Regions from separate parts of the Sus scrofa genome. Here regions 1 and 3 are each linked to region 2. Evidence: chromatin contacts called from public HiChIP or PLAC-seq data. All regions are on one chromosome and are shown on one strand. The core of a region is the stretch at or near the end of the contact, and the rest is flanking DNA. Distances in the headings are between cores, read along the strand shown. Region 1 holds the start of TAF10 (transcription initiation factor TFIID subunit 10). Region 2 holds the start of LOC110255360 (interferon-induced very large GTPase 1-like). Region 3 holds the start of MRPL17 (mitochondrial ribosomal protein L17).

Region 1 (3,891 bases), core at 1,118-3,617, 210 kb after region 2:
TCCTTCATCGCTCTTCCTCCAAATCCCAGACTGTCGTGTTTCTGCTTTGTAAATGACAATTTCATCCAACCAAGCCAGAAACCTACAGCGTCAGCCTAGAGTCTCATTTCCTTCAGCTCCCCGCATCACCACCTTCAATCGACAAGTCCTACTGACTTTACCTCTTAAATATATCTTTATCAGTCCCCAAGTCCTGCCAATTATACCTCCTAAGAATATCTAGAATTTGGGAGTTCCCATCGTGGCTCAGTGGTTAACGAATCCGACTAGGAACCATGAGATTGTGAGTTGGATCCCTGACCTTTCTCAGTGGGGTAAGGATCCAGCGTTGCCGTGAGCTGTGGTGTAGGTTGCAGATGTGGCTCAGATCCCACATTGCTGTGGCTGTGGTGTAGGCTGGTGGCTACAGCTCCGATTCAACCCCTAGCCTGGGAACCTCCATATGCCACTGATGCAGCCCTAGAAAAAGGCAAAAAGACAAAAAAAAAAAAAAAAAAAAAAGAATATCTAGAACTCATCTATCTATCTCTGCTGCTACTACATTAGCTTTGAGCCATACTCTCTTCTCTGAATTGCAGAGGCCCTTTTGTAAGAAGTGTCCTTACTTCCCGTCCTTCCTTAAAGCCATCCAGCAGGGCATTCTCTGGTGGCCTAATGGTTAAGGATCTGATGTGGTCACTCCTGCGGCTGTGCTCCCGGTTGTGGCTCGGGTGTGATCCCTGGTGCAGGAGCTACTGCATGCTATGGTCATGACCCCCCAAAATCCATCTACCAGACTAAGATCCAATTCCCATGAGGTCATTTAATTAATTAAGACCTTTTGAAGACGATTGGATAGAGTTCAGGCTTTTTATCACGACTCACAAACCTAATCCTTTCCTTGCTGTTTGTTCCTGGGTAACAAATTTATTCTTCCCCGCTCTCCCCATACACACATTCACTTTTGCTCAAGGTCGTCCGTACCATTTTAACACTGCCCTGGTCCCCTCTGCCTGCTTGATTCCACACTTCTTTCAAGACTCAGCTCGGAAGTCCCCTTCTCTTATGAAACTGTTGGCTCCCTGAAGCTAGTTGATTTTGGTATGGCAAAAAAATCCCAGATTTTTAACACCAAACCTGTTTGATTCTTGGTTCTGCTACAGACTAGGAAAGAGCCTTGGGCAAGTAAATTCATCTCTTTGAGCCTTTTCCCTCATCTGTTAAGTGAGGATATTGATACCTACCTTTCATAGTATTCAGGGAATCAGAAAATAGAATAAAGTTGATAGAAGGCCCTGGACACAAAGAAGTAGGCCGCAGCTGGTAGTTGCCATCCCTGCCCGCGTGCCGTGTCTGCCTCCAGTATTGGAAACACCCCATCGTGCCGAAATTGCCAGTTTACCTGTTTGCCTCCCTTTCCAAGACCACTGGTGCCTAGAAGACTAGAATCTTGTCTTACTTAACTCTGTATAAGCAGGCCCTAGCTCAGGACTGGCAAATAGGAATTAAATAAATTTGCTGCCTTGGAAACACTACTTTTTCACTGGCTGTGATTTTGCACATGTTGTTTATTCAGGCTGAAAGACAGTCAGCCCTCTGTACCCTCCGGTTCTGCATCCATGAATTCAACCACGAATTGAAGATATTCCGGGGAGGGGGGGAAATTCCAGAAAGTTATAAAAAACAAAAGTGGGACTGACCATGCAACTACTTACAGAGCATTTACATTGTATTAGGTGCTCTTAAGTAATCCAGAGATAACTTAAAAGTGAACAAATACTCTGCCATTTTATATAAGGGACTTGAGCATCCACGGATCTCGGCATCCATGGTGATGGCGGGGCGGGGGGGGGGGGGGGAATCCAGGAACCCATCCTGTCCAGCCCTCCCCACCTATACGGAGGGCGGACAGTACCTCCCTCCCCATCTGCAGCAGCACTATGAGCTATACTGCTGCCCTCACTTCTGGGCGGCTGGCTTTCAACTCCACAGCAAACCCTTAAATGGTTGAATAAGGAGATCAGAAAGGATGTCAACTGGCAGGCGACCGGTGGTCCAGAGCTGTTGGGACGATGAGCCCCAAAGCAAGGCGCAGGGCTGGGTGAGGAGGCCTGAGACCCGCAGAAGCGAGTTCGCGACATTCGAGGACTCCCATTCCAGCGGAACAGGCTAGAAGGACGGGGGACGGGAGCCGAAATGTCCGCGCCCGGTCTCCGCCCTCCGGCCTTTGTCCAGCAGCAGCGAGCGGAGAGGCAGCGAGAAGAGGCGGGAGGCCAAAGGGAGGAGCGAGCGCGGCAGGGGCGGGGGCGGGGCGGGGCTCGAGGCGCGTGACGTCACCCCTGCTGGTGCGTAACGTGAGCGGAAGCGGAAGCGGCTCTGTTCGCCGCCTCTCCCACCGGCCCGATGAGCTGCAGCGGCTCCGGCGCGGACCCCGAGGCGGCGCCGGCCTCCGCCGCCTCGGCCCCGGGCCCGGCGCCCGCGGTCTCGGCCCCCGCCGCGCTGCCCGCCGGCACCGCTGCGGAGAATAAGGCCAGCCCCGCGGGGACAGCTGGGGGCCTGGGGCCGGAGCTGCGGCCGGGGGCACGGGGCCCGTGGCGGCGCGGGCCGGGGAGCCGGCCGAGCGGCGCGGGGCGGGTGAGGGCCGGGCCGGGTGAGGGCGAGGGCAGCGCCTCGGGCTGGGCCCAGCGGCGGGTGCGGGCGGAGGGTGCAAGGCAGAGACCCCGCTGGGCCCCCGCGCTCCCACCTCCGTGTCTCACTTGGCTGGTTCTCCTCCAGCTCCGGTGTCGGCGGGCGGCGCGGCGCCCCCGGAGGGGGCCATGTCTAACGGGGTGTACGTGCTGCCAAGCGCGGCCAACGGAGACGTGAAGCCGGTGGTGTCCAGCACGCCTTTGGTGGACTTCCTGATGCAGCTGGAGGATTACACGCCTACGGTGGGCTTCCCGCCCGAGCCAGGCTGTTTGCCCGCTGTCACGCCAACTTGGGCCACACCACCTGCATCGGCAGCGTCCTCCTCCTCCTGTATTTACTGCCCCGCTAGCTCTCGTGATTGATCCCTTCTGTCCACACAAACTGGCAGCTTCCTGATAACCGGGGCTGGCTTCCACTCCCTCACCCGCCCGCCCAGCCCAGGAATGCACAGGATTAACTGACGGTCGTCTAATTGGTTTCTCAGATCCCTGATGCAGTGACTGGTTACTACCTGAACCGCGCTGGTTTTGAGGCCTCGGACCCACGCATGTGAGTAACCAGCCTCTGGGCAGGCTAGAGCCTTGGCTGCTTGTGTGTGGCGTTTGTTTTCCTTCGCCTTCTCACACCATTTTTTTCTCTCTCTAGAATTCGGCTCATCTCCCTAGCTGCCCAGAAATTCATCTCAGATATTGCCAATGATGCCCTACAGCACTGCAAAATGAAGGGCACGGCCTCTGGCAGCTCCCGAAGCAAGAGCAAGGTGTGAGGGGAGGCTCCCTGAGTCAGTAGTTCCTCCTGCGGCAGCAGAGGCTTAAGCTATCCTGAGACCCCTTTGAGGGAAGGAAACTGAGCCCTAGGGGAGGTGGAAGCCCTGCTCAGGGCCACCCACCCGGGACTGAAACCTGGAATGGCCGTGTTCAGCTGGTGCCCTTCCCTCTTCCCTCAGGACCGCAAGTACACTCTGACCATGGAGGACTTGACCCCTGCCCTCAGCGAGTATGGCATCAATGTGAAGAAGCCGCACTACTTCACCTGAGCCACCCGGTCTAAATGTCCTTGTCTGTCCCCTTGTCCCCACACCAGCCTGTTTTCATAATAAACTTTATTGTGACAGGCAGGGCTGATCCCTCCCGTGCTGGGAGACACCGTGTGGCAAGTGACAAAGCTTTGAGCCCATTCCCTTGCGGGGCCACAGTGGCAGGGCTGGGGGCAGGGGAGGGCCCC
Region 2 (3,587 bases), core at 595-3,094:
TTGTGGGTGAAGCTGATTCTGAGCCCATAGGATTGCTTTACCGCCTTCCTTAATTTATACAGTTACTGAATCTTACCATTTACGGAAAACTGCTGACACTGGGAGAACCAGAGGTGGCTCAGACACAGACTGTCATCTCTAGACCCAGAGCACAGCAACAGAGAAGACAGGGGTGCTGATACAAGGCCCAGCATACGAATGCAGAAGAAACTATACTCAGGTCCCAGGGAAACACTGGGGGGAACACGGCAGCTGCAGATGCTCCACTTGGCGTCCCGGGTTCTGATAGATTTGACCTTCAGACCAATTATGCACCCAGGAAAAAAGAATTCATATCTGACTATCTGCTTTCGGCTACGTAAGCACTGAGCGAGATGAACTGGTTTTATCCGCATTAACATCAGGGGTGGTAGCCAGTGCCCCTGGTACACACTCATGCCATCACTTGGCCGCTTCTCCCTTATTTAGCTCACCCTCCCACCCAAGACTCAAGCAAATGTACCAGTAACTGTCGGATCCTGAACTCAAACTAATGACAGACATTAAAACTCTTGCTTATTAGAAAACAGCTATGCTCTTAATCTAAAAGTGGGAAAAAATAAGTCTTATTGGAAGGACACCATGCCAGCCCCCCTATACCTTCTTTGTGCCTCATGTCAACTCACTAAAATACCTATTAATATCCGCACATATAACTGAGGAAACAAGCTCAGCAAGATAAGCTAATTTCCTTACTTAATCACCATACATTTTGTTCATCTATATATTTCATGTCTGGGGTATAAAGATGAATAAGACTGACCCCGCCCCCCCCCCAACTGGTTGGAGCACAGGGAGGTAGGATGTTTGAGGTTTGGGGGATGGGAGGATGTAAGAGACCATCGAGGGCTACCACGCAGCACCTGTGGTGGGAGCACTGTGCGAGTGTGATAAATGCTCTGAGAGGACAGCCGTGAAGCGATCGGGAGCGGTCCACGCAGTTGGAGTTTTGCAGGTGTACTGGGAGCAGGAGGGGGAATTATGGGGTGATATGGGTAGGACTTCCCGGAGAACTGGAGAAGATGAATGTGGGTTTACCCGGAAGACTACATGTGTCAGACCTGGAAAGCTTAAAATAGAAGAACAAGGAAGCAGGAGGTACTGATCTATAAGCAACATTATAATGAATTAGATCATGGAGAAATTTAATAGTCAATGAAACATAATGCTTTACATAGGATTTAGGTGTGAGAGAAAACAGTCAGATTTTTAACATTACTAAAAACTCTAATAGGAAACGGAAGAGTGAAATTCTCTTTCCCACCATAAACACACAAACTGCTTTCAAGAGTTAGCTCCCTTTAATGCTGAATCGTCCAAATCTAAACACTGTTGGAAATTTGTTAATTTTCAGATCAACCACAAGGAAAACAGCTAAGTCTAGCAAGAAGGTCTTTTATGGGAAATAGAGAGGAACAAGTTTCACGAGCCCTGGGCACATGCTTCCCTGTTTGTCCTCCGGTGACTGGCTTGAGAACTAAAAAGAGTTACAGCAGGTTCCCTGAGGAAGACAGCCTAATGTGCCCGCATCTCTTCTCCCAAATTCTTTCCCAATCTTGTTTCTGCCATGCTCTTCATGCAGAATTCACCCCACCCCACCATTCCCTCTCTCTTCTCTCTCTCTCTCTCTCTCTCTCTCTCTCTCTCTCACACACACACACACACACACACACACACACACACACACCATTACTCTTCCATTTGCAGTAATTTCAACACCTAGGAATCATAACATAAATAAATAAATAAATAAACAGCAACCGATTCCTTTAAATCAGCTGATTTTTTTTTAGGACAAAAAAAGCAAAAGTGAAACCAGTTTTTCACTTCTGGCTTGGAGGATAAATAAGGCTCTGTCAGCACAGAGGGCGCTGAAAGTCTAGGCTGGAGATTTCAGCCTGCAAACTCCCAGACTCCAGGAAGGAACCTTCTCTGCTTTCTCTCTAGTCTCTTTGGAGCACCTTGAGGACAGGAGCTTGGCTTCAAGAAGACAGGTAGGTGACGGCGAAGGAGGGAAATGAGGTAGACAGAGAGAGAAAACAACATACTCAGAGACCAAACCAGAAACAGAGCTCGATGGAAACAGGCATAGAGACCGTCAGAAACCCAGGAAACACAGGCAGATTAAGGCATGATCAGAAATAGAATCTGGCATTCTCAGGACTCCAATAAGCAGCTCCGAATCTGGTGGAAAGGGAGTGCGCTATTGAAAGACAGCTTGGTAAATTAAACAATTTGGTAATTCATACTAAAAATAAAAATAAATCTAGACAGGGAAAAAGGGACTTTCAGAGAATTATTGCAATACGGGGAAGGAGACCAGTGCAATAAATAAAACAAACATAGAGCTGCAAGCATCTCAAAGGCCAGGCAGAAGGAATTTTCTCCCACTATGGGAAAGGGGCATCAAAGAACATACCTCTAGGTAGTGAGATGATCAGGGGCTGTTGTACTCTTAGGAAGAATCACGAAGGGGAGGTTGCATGCTGGGTCAGGAGATGGGGGTCAAATTAAGGGGACTAGAGAAAGGAGAGAAGCTTTACTTATGTTTAGTTTCAAGCACCTTTTAATTGATCGGGGGGCAAACAGCTCAGCTAATCCTTTCTGAGTCCAAGAATGGGACTTCAAAGGTCTGCGTCTGGCCTCAAGATAAGAAATAAAGGGACACGTGCGTGAGTCTCATCTAAGTCTTACGGGGAGCAGCAGCGGGTCTTTGCGATAAGCTAATTCTTAGAACACAAAGGGTGGATGGACTTCCTTAACCATCACTGCTTTCCAGGAGTAAAGGATTCAGGAAAAGTTTCACACTGTCCTATGATTCATGTAAGGAACAGGTGCTATGGTAAGCACAGAGAAGAGGGCTATTAACGCCATCTGGAAGATGAATGGAAGGCTTCACAAATAAGAAACTTGAATTGTTTAGGGGTATAGGGTCCTGGGAAGCACTCCTGTAATATGTTATAGCGGAGGGAAAGAAATTCCCTTCTAGATTTCTTTTGGCTAGTCTAACAACTGAACTGATATAAGACATTAACAGGAAGGCGTTCCCGTCGTGGCTCAGTGGTTAACGAATCCAACTAGGAACCATGAGGTTGCAGATTCGATCCCTGGCCTCCTCAGTGGGTTAAGGATCAGGCGTTCCCGTGAGCTGTGGTGTGGGTTGCAGACGCGGCTCGGATCCCGCGTTGCTGTGGCTCTGGTGTAGGCCAGTGGCTACAGCTCCGATTGGACCCCTAGCCTGGGAACCTCCTTGTGCCGCGGGAGCGGCCCAAGAAAATGGCAAAAAGACAAAAAAAAAAAGACATTAACAGGAAAAAGCCAAATTTAATTACATGCTCACAGGAACCCCGCCAAAACAGGAAGGTCAAAGGCACTCAGGCAATTGAGGCTTACGTACCATCCTGAGCTAAGGAGAAGGAAGCTTCAAAGGGGAGGATGGCAATTCACAGGAAGAGGAGAGACCAGCACAGGACTGGTAAAAAATGTTTACCATGCCATGCAGACAAACACCTCTCTGATATAAAAAGTTATCTCTGGTGATAGCCCTT
Region 3 (3,722 bases), core at 1,181-3,680, 140 kb after region 2:
GGCTCGGATCCCGCGTTGCTGTGGCTCTGGTGTAGGCCAGTGGCTGCAGCTCCGATTGAACCCCTAGCCTGGGAATCTCCATATGCCGCAGAAGCGGCCCAAGAAATAGCAAAAAGACAAAAAAAAAAAAAAAAAGTAAAAAATAATAAAAATTAAAAAATAATAAAAAATCCTATTTGTATAAGATTTTTCTCTTTCTTGAATTTTTTTTACATAAAGGTAAAGTTTCAGACTAGGTAAATCAGACACAAAAATAACTGCAAACAGCCAGAATGTGCCTGAAACAATATACAATAAGACACTATGGTTTAAAATTCCTTGAACGTCAACCCACAAAAACTGTAGAGAAAGCCATTAATTATGCAACAACAAAATGTAAGGAAACTGACATAGAAAAAAAAGAATCAAAGTTTGAATACTGCCAGGAGAACAGACAAGAGATGATGGTCTCACATAACCAAAAAAATAAGGACAAAGTCTGACACTGTTCTGTATGTTTTCACCACAAGGACATGCCTTTTAAAGCAATGGATCAAATAACACCAGGGTCAATTTTCATTTGCTCTGACTTCTGAGAAGAACAAAATTTTCCCAAGTCTTTATGAATAGAAATTTATGATGAATTTTCAGATGATGATATTAACAGTGGAATGTGAAGATAACTGAAAGCTGTAAAAATTGATCCCAAAAATGGAGCTCCCGTCGTGGCTCAGTGGTTAATGAACCCGACTAGTATCCATGAGGACCCAGGTTCGATCCCTGGCCTTGCTCAGTGGGTTAAGGATCATGAACTGTGGTGTAGGTCGCAGCTTGGATCCAGCATTGCTGTAGCTGTGGTGTAGGCTGGCAGCTATAGCTCCAACTCAACCCCTAGCCTGAGAACCTCCATATGCAACAGGTGTGGCCCTTAAAAAAAAAAAAAAAAAAGACAAAAAAAGTAATTGATCCCAAAGGAACAAGGCACAGACAACATTGTAATTTCTGGGGCTTATTGTGAAGTGCAGTGTGTATAAATCTCTACCAACATATCCATATGTTTAAGACTTTTTGTATTTGTATGTGTGTTACTTCCAACAAAAGAAACTTCAAAATTAAAATTAACAAGCCTTCTCTGCTAACCTAAGAGAAAGACAGAACAACAAATCTAAATATGCGTTATCAAAAAAATATGTAAATGAACCTGTCCACTGGCTGCATTCTCTGAAGGATCCAGGGAACAATCTGTTCCAAACCATGCTCTTAGTTTCTGAGGTTTGCCAGAAAACCCTCGACTTACAACTGGACAGCTCTGCTCTCTGCCTTCTCCGCCACATGGTATCCCCCCTGTGGGTCACTGTCTCTCCTTATAGATTCTTTTTCTGAGACATCAGGCATTTGGGATTAGGCCCCCACCCCAGCCCAGTAAGACTTGATCTTAACTAATGACATCTGATCTGCAGGGCTCTATTATTTTTCGTGTTTTTTTGTTTTGTTTTGTTTTTTGGGTTTTTGTTTTGTTTGTTTTGTTTGTCTTTGGTCTTTTTAGGGCCACCCCTGCAGCACATGGAGGTTCCCAGGCTAGGGGTCGAATCAGAGATGTTGCCACCGGCCCACACCACAGCCACAGCAACAGGGGATCCAAGCCACATCTGCGACCTACGCCACAGCTCACGGCAACGCCGGATCCTTAACCCACTGAGCGAGGCCGGGGATGGAACCCGCAACCTCACGGTTCCTCGTCAGATTCGTTGACCATCGAGGCCACGAAGGGAACGCCAGGGCTCTATTTCACTTTTAAAAGGGCACCTCCTGAGGCCCAGAGGGCGGGGCAGGAGGTGTGGGACGGGGTAGGACCCGGCTCCCCCTTTGCGGAGGGGACGAGGGAATCCACAAGCAGCTGTGACGAAGGCACCGCCAATCGGCAGAGCCGCAGCGGTGCTGAAATTCTTCTGGAACTGGGATGACGGCACGCCTTCAAAGAAAAGTTTCGCCGTCTGGGTCTCTTTCCTCTCAGTGTTATTCCACTCACGGCACCACGACCACGGAAAACAAGTTTCTTTAACAAGGGACCGCTCAGGGGGTCAGACCTCGCCGCGGCCGGGGGCGGGCAGGGCGCCAGCGCGAGAGACCGCGACCCGCCCGGCGCCTTCCCCTCAGGTACTCACTTTCCGAGCCGGCTGCAGGCGGAGCTTCCAGCGCCCTGCAGGACGACGGGCGCAGCACGCGAGAAACCCGAGGCCGGCTCCCTCACACCAGGCGGCGCTCCCGGGCCGGAGCCGCGCCGCCCGCCTCCTCAGGGAGAGGTCGACGCCCCTTCCCCGCCCTCCCCCAGGCTGCCAACGAGGCAGGCTCCGCTACACATGCGCAAACACGTCCGCCACGCACCTGCCTACGGCGCATGCGTCCTCCCGGCTCCGCCTCTCCGCGCACCTCGCGGAGCTTCCGGTTCCGGCCTCCCGGGGGCGGGGAGAAGTCGGGACGATGCGGCTGTCGGTGGCCGCCGCCATCTCCCACGGCCGCGTCTTCCGCCGCCTGGGCCTTGGTCCCGAGTCCCGCATCCACCTGTTGCAGAACTTGCTTACGGGACTGGTGCGACACGAACGCATCGAGGCGTCATGGGCACGCGTGGACGAGCTGAGGGGCTACGCGGAGAAGGTGAGCGGAGGGACCCTCTTGCTCCGGTCAGGTCGGGCCTCCGGGGGCGGGTCCGGCGGGAGCTGGGGAAGAATTGAGACGCCTCGTAAGCCCTGCGCGAGGTCTCAGTCCGCGAGTACCGCGAGCCGAGTCCACCCCTCTGACCCGCACGTGGAAGGCCGGTGAGGCCCGCCTTATCCAGACGCTTTGCTCGTAGCATGATGCGTTGCAGTCTGGCATTCGGGAGGTAAGATGGGCCCCCTTTTCTTGCTCGGGTTGAGTAAGTTCTTGTGTCCTCGCAGCTCATCGACTATGGGAAGCTGGGAGACACCAACGAACGAGCCATGCGCATGGCTGACTTCTGGCTCACGGTGAGCGCATCCTGTCTCCCACATGTCTTCCTTGGCTCCTTACGTCGGAGGGGTTGTTAGAGGAGAGGGAACCGGGCAGAAATAAGCTTAGTCATGCCATGCCCTTAAGGACAGATGTAAACTAGAGATGTGTGTCCTGAGATCATTGAATTCAACGGGAATCTGAATCTACACAACTGCCTGTAACTAATCCCCTCTGTGTTTTTCTTGCCTCTTTTAAAAAAAAATTTTACTAGAGTTGATTTACAGTGTTGTGCCAATTTCCGCTGTTTAGCAAAGTGACCCAGTCTCATGTATATGTGGGAATCTATATATATATATATCCTCCTTCTTATATTTTCTTTTTTTTTTTTGTCTTTTTGCCTTTTCTAGGGCCGCTCCCGCGGCATATGGAGGTTCCCAAGCTAGGGGTCCATTCGGAGCTGTAGCCGCCGGCCTACACCACAGTCACAGCAACGCCAGATCCTTAACCCACTGAGCAAGGCCAGGGACCGAACCCGCAACCTCATGGTTCCTAGTCGGATTCGTTAACCACTGCGCCACGACGGGAACTCCTCTCCTATATTTTCTTCCATCGTGGTCTACCCAAGAGACTGGGTATAGTTCACTGCGCTATACAGTACCCTCTGTCGTTTTTGACAACACACAGAAGTTCTCCGTGAGGAAGTTTCGGGCAGGGTGTTGGTGTTTGGACCCTACCTTTGAGAATGCTGAAAGTGAAATTTCTCTACAGTGTGT

What was found. HiChIP or PLAC-seq counts read pairs in DNA pulled down with a chosen protein or histone mark.
Region 1: a contact with region 2 is called in an H3K27ac HiChIP or PLAC-seq map of alveolar macrophages. The contact joins the promoter of TAF10 here to the promoter of LOC110255360 in region 2. A contact is called at or near these places in 2 of 2 datasets of contacts at active chromatin or transcription factors (alveolar macrophages and skeletal muscle).
Region 3: a contact with region 2 is called in an H3K27ac HiChIP or PLAC-seq map of alveolar macrophages. The contact joins the promoter of MRPL17 here to the promoter of LOC110255360 in region 2. A contact is called at or near these places in 1 of 47 Hi-C or Micro-C datasets (heart right ventricle) and 2 of 2 datasets of contacts at active chromatin or transcription factors (alveolar macrophages and skeletal muscle).

The regions. Positions count from the first base shown.
Region 1 is chr9:3,141,895-3,145,785 of Sscrofa11.1, forward strand. It overlaps TAF10 (transcription initiation factor TFIID subunit 10), which reads left to right and starts at 2,368. Exons shown (of 6, transcript XM_021062337.1): 1 at 2,368-2,527; 2 at 2,530-2,613; 3 at 2,755-2,909; 4 at 3,152-3,216; 5 at 3,313-3,427; 6 at 3,614-3,808. The coding sequence starts at 2,383. The coding sequence ends at 3,703. TPP1 (tripeptidyl-peptidase 1) reads left to right here. Exons shown (of 12, transcript XM_013989454.2): 12 at 1-1,514. It overlaps ILK (integrin-linked protein kinase), which reads right to left. Exons shown (of 13, transcript XM_005656596.3): 13 at 3,753-3,891.
Region 2 is chr9:2,929,604-2,933,190 of Sscrofa11.1, forward strand. LOC110255360 (interferon-induced very large GTPase 1-like) reads left to right here and starts at 1,845. Exons shown (of 3, transcript XM_021062326.1): 1 at 1,845-2,033.
Region 3 is chr9:3,073,556-3,077,277 of Sscrofa11.1, forward strand. It overlaps MRPL17 (mitochondrial ribosomal protein L17), which reads left to right and starts at 2,431. Exons shown (of 3, transcript NM_001244380.1): 1 at 2,431-2,634; 2 at 2,916-2,984. The coding sequence starts at 2,461. It overlaps LOC106507820 (a long non-coding RNA gene), which reads right to left. Exons shown (of 4, transcript XR_002335515.1): 4 at 2,607-2,696.